Regions from separate parts of the Triticum aestivum genome. Here region 2 is linked to region 1. A link is a contact called in public Hi-C data. All regions are on one chromosome and are shown on one strand. Each heading gives the region's core, a stretch centred on a gene start, on an enhancer-like site or on the middle of the called end of the contact. The rest is flanking DNA. Distances are from core to core; before and after follow the strand shown.

Region 1 (4,185 bases), core at 1,191-3,690:
AGTTAACCATCGCGCACCCTCCGGTTATAACATCACTCAAGGATTTTATTTCAGACATAAAAATGCTCACGCTTCCCCATCATGCCATGACAGACACTTAAATGAGTAGTTAATAACAAGATTTAATATCGATATTCTTACTAACCAATGATCATGAACTCATACCCTTTCATATTATGACATCAATATAATTAGACCATACATTTCATATTTAGTGATCTACATGAAAGTTTTTATTATTTCAATCTTAAATACCTATCCTTTTCTGACTAGTCTTATAACCCATGCTCATTACCACCTCCTACTTAAGACTCTCAAAAGATTTTACTCAAGCATGAGAGTACAATTATTTCTATAAAATATAACCACCGCCGTTCTCTAACAAATATAAGTGAAGCACAAGAGCAACTGCCTAGCTCAAAAGATATAATTGAAGCACATAGAGTATTCTAACAAATCACAATTAATGTGTGTCCCTCTCAAAAAGTGTGTCCAGCAACCAATGATTGTGGAAAACTAATAAGCAAGCAAAAGAAAACTATGGCACAAGACGCTCCAAGTAAAACTCATATCATGTGATGAATGAAACTGTAGCTCCAACTAACATATCGATGAATTATGGGCGAAAGAGGGTATGCCACCAGGGGCATCCCCAAGCTTAGAAGCTTGGGTCTTCCTTGAATATTACCTTGGGGTGCCTTGGACACCCCAAAGCTTAGGGTCTTGCCGCTCCTTATTCCTTCATCCATTGCGATCTCACCCAAAACTTGAAAACTTCATCACACATAACTCAATAGAAACCTCATGAGATTCATTAGTATAATAGAAAAATTATAAACTTTAGGTATTGTTGTAAAGCCATTCATAATTAATCTTGCATAATACTGCTACTTGTGAGTTGATTTTGGGATTTCCTCGAAGAGGAGAGGATGATGCAGTATAGTAGAGGTAAGTATTTTCCTCAGTCAGAAATATCCTGAAGTACCTGAAAAGGACTAAGGACATGTTTCTCGTTTATGGAGGTGACGAAGAGCTCGTCATAAAGTGTTACGTTGATGCTAGTTTCGACACAGATCCGGATAACTCTAAGCTTCAAACCGGATACATATTTATTAAATGATGGAGTAGTCAGTTGGTGCAGTTCCAAGCAGAGCGCCGTGGCAGGATGCGAAGTATATAGCTGCTTCGGAAGCAGCGCAAGAAGGAGTTCATATTCGATCTGGGTGTAATACCTAGTGCATCAGATCCAATGACTATCTTTTGTGACAACACTGGAGCTATTGAATGCCATTAAAAAGACGCGTCGGGGGTGGTTGGGCGGCTGACAGGCGGGCCCTTCCACGCATGCGGATTATATGGGGCCGGCGGGAAGCCGATGCATGGCCGACATGTGGGCCCGATGACAGACGACAAGAGGACGCATGCGCATCCGTCCGGTGTCCGCGTGGACGCAAATCAATCCCCAAATTTGCATCAGATTTGCGTCAAGGCGGACACGAGACGAATAGTTCTCCTGAGCGCACCTGTTGGGCCGTGTTGGAGTTGACCTTAGAGAATCCATAGTTGGCTGTCTCAAACCGCCCTCAAACACCCACGCGGGACGGACCGGTCAAAACGACTAATCCACCTGAACGTCTCAAACAGGCCTCAAATACCCGTGTGGGCAGACCGGTCAAACAAACCGATCGACCCGGACACCTCAAACAGGTTTCAAACGCTTGAAAATTGGAATGTCTGATGACCCCAGCCGAAACGTAGGGCGAATATAGGGCCGGACGACGTGAACACGTGTGTACTGCAACAAAAACGAAATGGTTGGATGGCCGGGGGTTACGGACGACGTGAGCCCGTGTGTAGTGCACCAACGGTTCGTTTGCATCCACACAAACCCCTGCCGAAAGAAGTAACGGAAGGTGACCCACAAAAAAGGGCGCATGCGCAAGTTGTTCCCAATGGCGATGGCGACCAACGCCTTGCCAGTTCGTCATCTTTACCGTTAGTTGTTTTCTCGTACTATAAGCAGATATCACCGGTAGCCCGGCAACACGATAATCTTCATCTACTAGCTTGGTGTCGCAACAGCCATCGGCCGGTCGGTACTGTTCCGTTCAACCGGATTTTACATGACAAGCACCGCTATCGATGATGGATCGTGCTGGGCGTACTCTCTCAGGAATTTCGCCCTTATCCACGCAGAATCCGCTGCCTTTCTCGCTTTCAGGGAAATTCCGAGCCAAAGGCAGAAAAGAGTTGTGCCGAAAAGGAAATAATCCAGGGAAGCTTTACTTGTTCCCTTTGCACTACGGGGAGGGCGGGACGTCAATTTCTTGGAGCAATTGCAGACAAAGGATCGATGGAATATGCAAAGGGCAAGCCAGATGGACCCCCAAGACATTCGTCCCCAGCGCAGCGGCGCCCACACCGATTATACCAGAAAAAATCACGGAAAGAAACCAAAAAGAAATTAACTCCTCATCCCAATCGTGCACGCAGGTGGTGCACGGCCTGCCACGGAGACGATCGGCTGAAGCACGTTTCTGCGTGCGTGCGTGCGTGCGTGTTATCTCAGACTCGGAGACAAGGAAGAGATCCAGCATCGTCTCCGGCGCCGGTGGCAATGGAGCGAATTTCTCTGGATTAAAATGCAGCCGACAGTCTAACAAGGCTGTCGGTACGCCGAACGCACTGACACAGTCTGACAGTCTGACATGATGCCGATGCGGCCATGCCGGGGGCGGCCGAGGCTGCTAGAACAAGCGAATTAAGAATGGAGACAGATACACGTGGCAGCGAGGTAGAGGAGCAGCACGCAGTTTGAGGAGATTGGGAAGATCAGAGTAGACGTATCGGGCGTCCGTTTAGGGCGGGGATGGCACATGGTTGCCCGGTTGGCTGCAAGTCGGCAACTTGCAGCAAGGGCACTCTGAAGCCTGATCAACGGCGGCACGGGACGCAACAGCAACTTGCCGCAAAGTACCAGGCTTCCGTGCACATCCGCCCAGGTGATGTCGATCCCAAAAGCCTTTTGTTTTTATTTCTTTTGACAGTGACACTGACACATTTATCGGTTTTTAGGCAATATCCAATTCACTGTGTTTTTTTAGCGCAACCCATTCAGGCCAACTCCACCGCACGACCCCGTTCTGCCCGTTTGTGGCAAAACGGACAAACAACGCTATCCAACCGCAGACCCCATCTTATTTTTCTGTCCGTTCGACCCCATTCGCGACCTAAACTTGCGATGGCTTTGAGGTAAAAGCGGACACGAAACAGACGAGTTTGTGGCGTCCTCGTCCGCTGCATGTCCGCCGGCCCCATGTGTCAGCCCCACCTCTCTCTCCTCCTTTTCTCTCTCTGCCCGTGACGAGCACCGACAGCGAGGCATGCGTGAGCGGGGCGTGGCCGGCGGCGAGGCGGGCGCGGCGGGGCGAGGCATGGCGAGGCGGGCGCGGCCGGCGGCGAGGCGTGAGCGAGCGGGGCGGGGCGAGGCGGGGCGGGGCGAGGCGAGGGCGCAGCGGGGCGAGGGCGCGGCGGGGCGAGAGCGAGCGCGGCGGCGAGGCGGGCGCGACGCGGCGCGGCGGGGCGGGGCGAGGGCGGGCCGGGGCGCAGGCGGGGCGAGACGGGGGGCGGGTGGGGCGCGGCGCGGCGCGGTGGAGGGCGCGGGCGCGGCGCGGTGGCCGGGGCGCGGGCACGGGCGGCTGGGGCGCGGCGTGGTGGAGGGCGCGGGCGGCTGGGGCGCGGCGCGGTGGCTGGGGCGCGGCGCGGTGGCCGGGGCGCGGGCGGGGCATTGGCGGCTGGGGCGCGGCGCGGTGGCCGGGACGCGGGCGCGCGTGGCCGGAGCGCGGCGCGGTGGCCGGGGCGCGGGCGGGCGTGGGCGGCTGGGGCGGGCGGAGGGCGCAGGCGCTGTCGGTGTCAAAACCGGCGGATCTCGGGTAGGGGGTCCCGAACTGTGCGTCTAAGGCGGATGGTAACAGGAGGCGGGGACACGATGTTTACCCAGGCTCGGGCCCTCTCGATGGAGGTAATACCCTACTTCCTGCTTGATTGATCTTGATGATATGAGTATTACAAGAGTTGATCTACCACGAGATCGTAGAGGCTAAACCCTAAAAGCTAGCTTATGGTATGATTGTTCTTGTCCTATGGACTAAACCCTCCGGTTTATATAGACACCGGAGGAGGCTA
Region 2 (4,411 bases), core at 1,835-4,334, 220 kb before region 1:
TTATCTATTGCATCTTCCCTCTTTATACCAGTAATCTTTTGCATAGCTTCATTCCATTCTAAGCAAGAACCAAGATCATTGATCATAAATATAGGGGGTATGAGCTCATTAGGGTTCTTTACTATTGCAACATAGTCGCCCTGTATCCGGGTATACTTATCCATAACCATCTTGTGCCCTGTCAAATCTTGTGCTACGAAACAAACCCCAACAACTTTGTCTGAAAGGTCACGACTACAACACGCGTTAACCATCAAGACTACAGGGCCCTTACTTTCCTGTTGATGGAATGTTTTAAGCTTGATTTCCAAATTCTGCTCTTCGGTTCCTGAAATATAAAAGGAGAAATGAAACACAGATGTGTCACCAAAAAATGATGTACATGTTATAACTAAGCTGGAAAGCATAAAAGGACCAGATTCAAGACATGGTGACAACCTTGCAGAGCTGAGTTCAACATTTGCTTAACCACTTCAACAGAATCACCCTCCACGAGATCTACCAGAAGCATCCCTATGGCTTCCGTGGTGGGTAATCCAGTAATTTCTGCAACTTTATTATTCCATCCGTTTATGTTACCAACGATGTCGACAGCCAATATAGGAGCAGTTGCTGTCTCAATTAGGCGCACCATCTCATTTGTCACAATTTTCAATTCAAGTAGCCCCTGTATCTTCTTGATGTCATCAGATGGAGCTTCAACAATTGACCTTGCAGTGTTGTCGTTAGCATCTTCATCTTGCAGGGAGCCACGCAATATTAGCTGGAGAGAATGGATTGCGTCCATTTCAACATCCTCCCAAGGAACACTCCTCCATTTAACTACCTCCAAGAAGGCCCTGAACGAAGAACGTGGATGCATCCTCCTGCCATTGTCATCTGCATCACCTGGTTCATGCTTAGCTCCACCCCACTTGATCTCCTTTGCCGTGTGCGACCGGAACCAGAAGATAAAACCTTTGGAAGAGATCTTTATAGCTGCCATGCCACAGACAACCTCACCGAGTGCAGACGCACCAGGATATCCTGCTTCCAATAAGCTGTCTGTACTTAGTCCAGTAGAGCCATCATGGCACTCCAGCAGCCATGCGACAATCTTCTTTATCTCTCCTTCAGAGGGTGTTGATCCCAGCACCATAATCTGGTTTTGGTAACACAATGCTGCACCATCGCACTTCACCAGATCCATTACATTGGGAGACTGGGTAAATATCCCAACAGGAGCATCCCGGAGGAGCATATCACAGAGAAGGGTCTGCGTGCGGAGGATGTGCCTCTCCTTTGCCTGAGAAGCAAGTTCCACCTCCTTGTTGAGCTGTATGCCGAACACTTGCAAGAGGAATTCGCAAGCATACCTGAGCGGGAAGGGGACGAACCTCGGGCTCGTGTGATGGCAAACCACCAGCCCCCACAGCTTCCTGCCTTTTGGCTGCTGGTCACTCCCAGTGTCTCCATCCTCATCCTCATCCTCGTTTATAGTGATCGACATCACCAGCGACGCGATGGAGCCCATGTTGGCCATGTACTGGGCATGGCAACCATGGGGTGCCCTCATGGTCGAGCCACAGAGGCTGATAGGCTGTGACAGGTTGTCATCCTGAATGAGCTTCACAGGAGAGGCAGCACAATCACATATCATCCGCACTTTGTTCTTCATAAACAGAAACCTGGATGCTTGTGGGATGTCAGTTGCCGGGTAGTGCAGACCAAGATACGGCTCCAAATCCGACCTCCTGCACTCAGCAATGACCTCACCATGCTCATCCTCATGGAACTTGTATGCCATCACCCTGTCATAGCCAGTGAGCTCGCTTACCTCCCGGACCAGCACATCGCAGAGCAGGGAGAGGTTGCCACCGGGCAGGGACTGCAGCCTGGAGATGGCCTTGGCGGCGAGCTTGTACGACTTGAGCGCGCCTGCGGCGGTGACGGGCACGTCGGCGGGGTTGACCGGCTCGAGGTCGATGACGAGGCCGACGTCGATGCGGTGCAAGATGGCGTAGAAGGGCTTGCCGGAGGTCCTGGCGTGGACGAGGATTGGGTTGAGCAGGTTGACCTCCCCGAAGACGGCGGCCTTGTGCAGGGCGACGGCGCTCTGGGAGCGGAAGAGCGTGCGCACGTCGGCGCCGACGGCGAGCGCGTCGCGCTGGTCGATGGTGGGCACGGCGTGCGGCGTGAGGTCGAGCATCTCGGCGGCGTTCTCGCTGTAGGCGAGCAGCGCGAAGGACTCCGGGTGGATGGCGAGCAGGCAGCCGAAGGGCTGGATGTAGCGGCCCCGCTGCATGTTCTGGAGGTAGGCGGAGACGGCGGAGCTGGTGCTGGCCCCGGAGCGGTTGAGCGCGCTGACCGAGGAGGAGTAGTCGAAGTGGCGGTGCGAGCCCTCGAACTCGGCGTGCAGGCGCGCGTCCACGGGCGTCTGCGCCACCACCCGCTCGCTGTGCTTGGAGCGCGCCGAGCTCCCCCGCGAGCACGCCGGCCGGTTGTTGGACCGCGACGACGACATCTCGCCGCCGGTCACCACCGCCCCCGAGCTAGGCTCCTCGCTCCTGCCCCTCCCCCTACCGCACGACGGTGAGCGGCAGCAGCAGCGGTGGCGCGGGGGATTCTGCGACGCGGAGGGGCAAATGGGCGGAGGAGGAATCGGCGGGAATCATGAGAGCGGGGCGGGGGCAGGGGCGGGGGAAAGCCGTGACTTTTCTGGAGAAGGACGGGGGAGAGTGGGGGATTGGATTCGCCCGGCGCGGATAAGCACACGCAGTGAGTGAGAAGGGAACAGGAGGGGGCAGCACCCGGGTGGGACTGGGAGTGGGACAGCGATGTTATCCCCACGCTCCTCCTCCCTGCGCCAAACGGTAGAAGAAGCAAGCAACAGCGATGCGCAACTAACCAACCGCCCGCCCGCTCGATCCGCCGGGGCCGGACGGCCGGCGCGGCGGCGCCCGGCGTCGGAGAGCGAAGGAAGGGAAGGGGGATACGCGGCGCGCGGAGGAAGCGGCGGCGGGCGAGGCGAGCCAAGAGAGGCGTCGGGAAACCGAGAGAGGAGCGGAAAGCCGTACGACGTCACCCCGGCGCGTCTCGTCTCGTCTTCCCCGCAAGAGCTGACACGGCAGTAATGCACGAGCTCGGCCAATTTCGATGGCGCCACTTGATCGGAATAATTGAAGAATGGCTGGCTTGTCGGGGCCATGACGCCGGCCAGCTGCGATCTACGGAGTGTACTTGGCGTCAAATTTGACAAATTTGACCGGGGACGAAATCAAATCACAGAATGAACTGTCCGTGAAACTATTTCACGCGGCTGACCTTTTTGTGTGACGCCCGGCGCCACACTACATTGTGCAACGCCTCACAAATAGGCGCTACACACCTGGCCAGCGTTGCACCCCAGACTGCCTAAAAATTGCTAAGTCATTGTGCAGAGCCTAAGAGCTAGACGCTGCACTATAGTGTGGCGCCTAGCTCTCAGGCGCTGCACTATAGTGTGGCGCCTAGCTCTCAGGCGCTGCACTAGTGGTTGCACTACAAAATGAAGCAACCACTAGTGCAACGCCTAGAAGCTAGGCGCTGCACTGTATAATGTGGCGCCTAGCTCTCAGGCGCTGCACACTAACTTAGTAATTTTCGGATCACACGGGTGCGACGCTGGCCAGGCATGTAGCGCCTATCTGTGAGGCGTTGCACAATGTAGTGTGGCGCCTTCGTGTCGGACGTCACACAAAAAGTCAGCCGCGTGAAATAGTTTCACGGACAGTTCATTCTGTGATTTGATTTGGTTCACAGGTCAAATTTGTCAATTTTGCCAATGCTGGCAGTGCCGGCACCCAGCAGGTGTCCATCTTTGGCCGGTGGATTGCACGCGTGCGGCCAGGATCGTCCGGGGAGTTCCCCGATTCCTTTCCCAAGACTGTGTGGTGCGTGATGCTTCGAGCCAAGATCGGCCTAAACTGCCATCTACTAATAAACGCGCACTTTTTAGGTTTTGGGAATAAAGAAACCGTCGTCCTGGATCGGTTAGGCAGAGGCGGCGTGCGTGCTTGCTCGCTTTTCGCACAGAAATGGGGTGGCAAGCGTCGCTGTCAAAAAATGTGACCATTCTTTGTGCTTAAGGTGGAGCCTGCCTGTATGCACGTAGCGCGGGGCAACGGCGAGGGGACAAGGTGGTGATTGCTGCCACGGATGGGGCGAGTGTGATTGGATCGAGCGATCGATCATCTCGCTTTGGTATGATATGACATCACTGCATACCTTTTTTTTCGAGAGCACGCCAAGAGCGTGCCTTAGTTTTATAGAAGCCTAGGGACGAATGCTAACATACATCCCAGGCAAACACACCACACACCCCCTAGCTATCCTAAGCCTACTCTCTCGCAGTAACCGCCAAAACCTCCTCCCCCAAGTCCTGCCGCCTTCC

The links. Hi-C and Micro-C count contacts between places; a contact is called where the count stands out from the background.
Region 2: a Hi-C map of leaf shows a contact between it and region 1, with 6 times the contacts expected there. The contact joins the promoter of LOC123122860 here to the enhancer-like site in region 1. A contact is called at or near these places in 3 of 5 Hi-C or Micro-C datasets (all in leaf) and 1 of 1 datasets of contacts at active chromatin or transcription factors (leaf).

What each region holds. Positions count from the first base shown.
Region 1 is chr5D:468,866,191-468,870,375 of IWGSC CS RefSeq v2.1, reverse strand. No RefSeq gene overlaps it. Among protein-coding and RNA genes, the nearest start is that of LOC123122859, 15 kb to the right of the region's middle. Within about 2 kb of position 2,440, at least 3 of the 8 cell types and tissues checked have an H3K27ac peak or open chromatin away from gene starts, as enhancers often do. A contact at or near this core is called in leaf, where this site is marked.
Region 2 is chr5D:469,088,609-469,093,019 of IWGSC CS RefSeq v2.1, reverse strand. It overlaps LOC123122860 (phytochrome C), which reads right to left and starts at 3,084. Exons shown (of 4, transcript XM_044543222.1): 1 at 439-3,084; 2 at 1-328. The coding sequence starts at 2,503.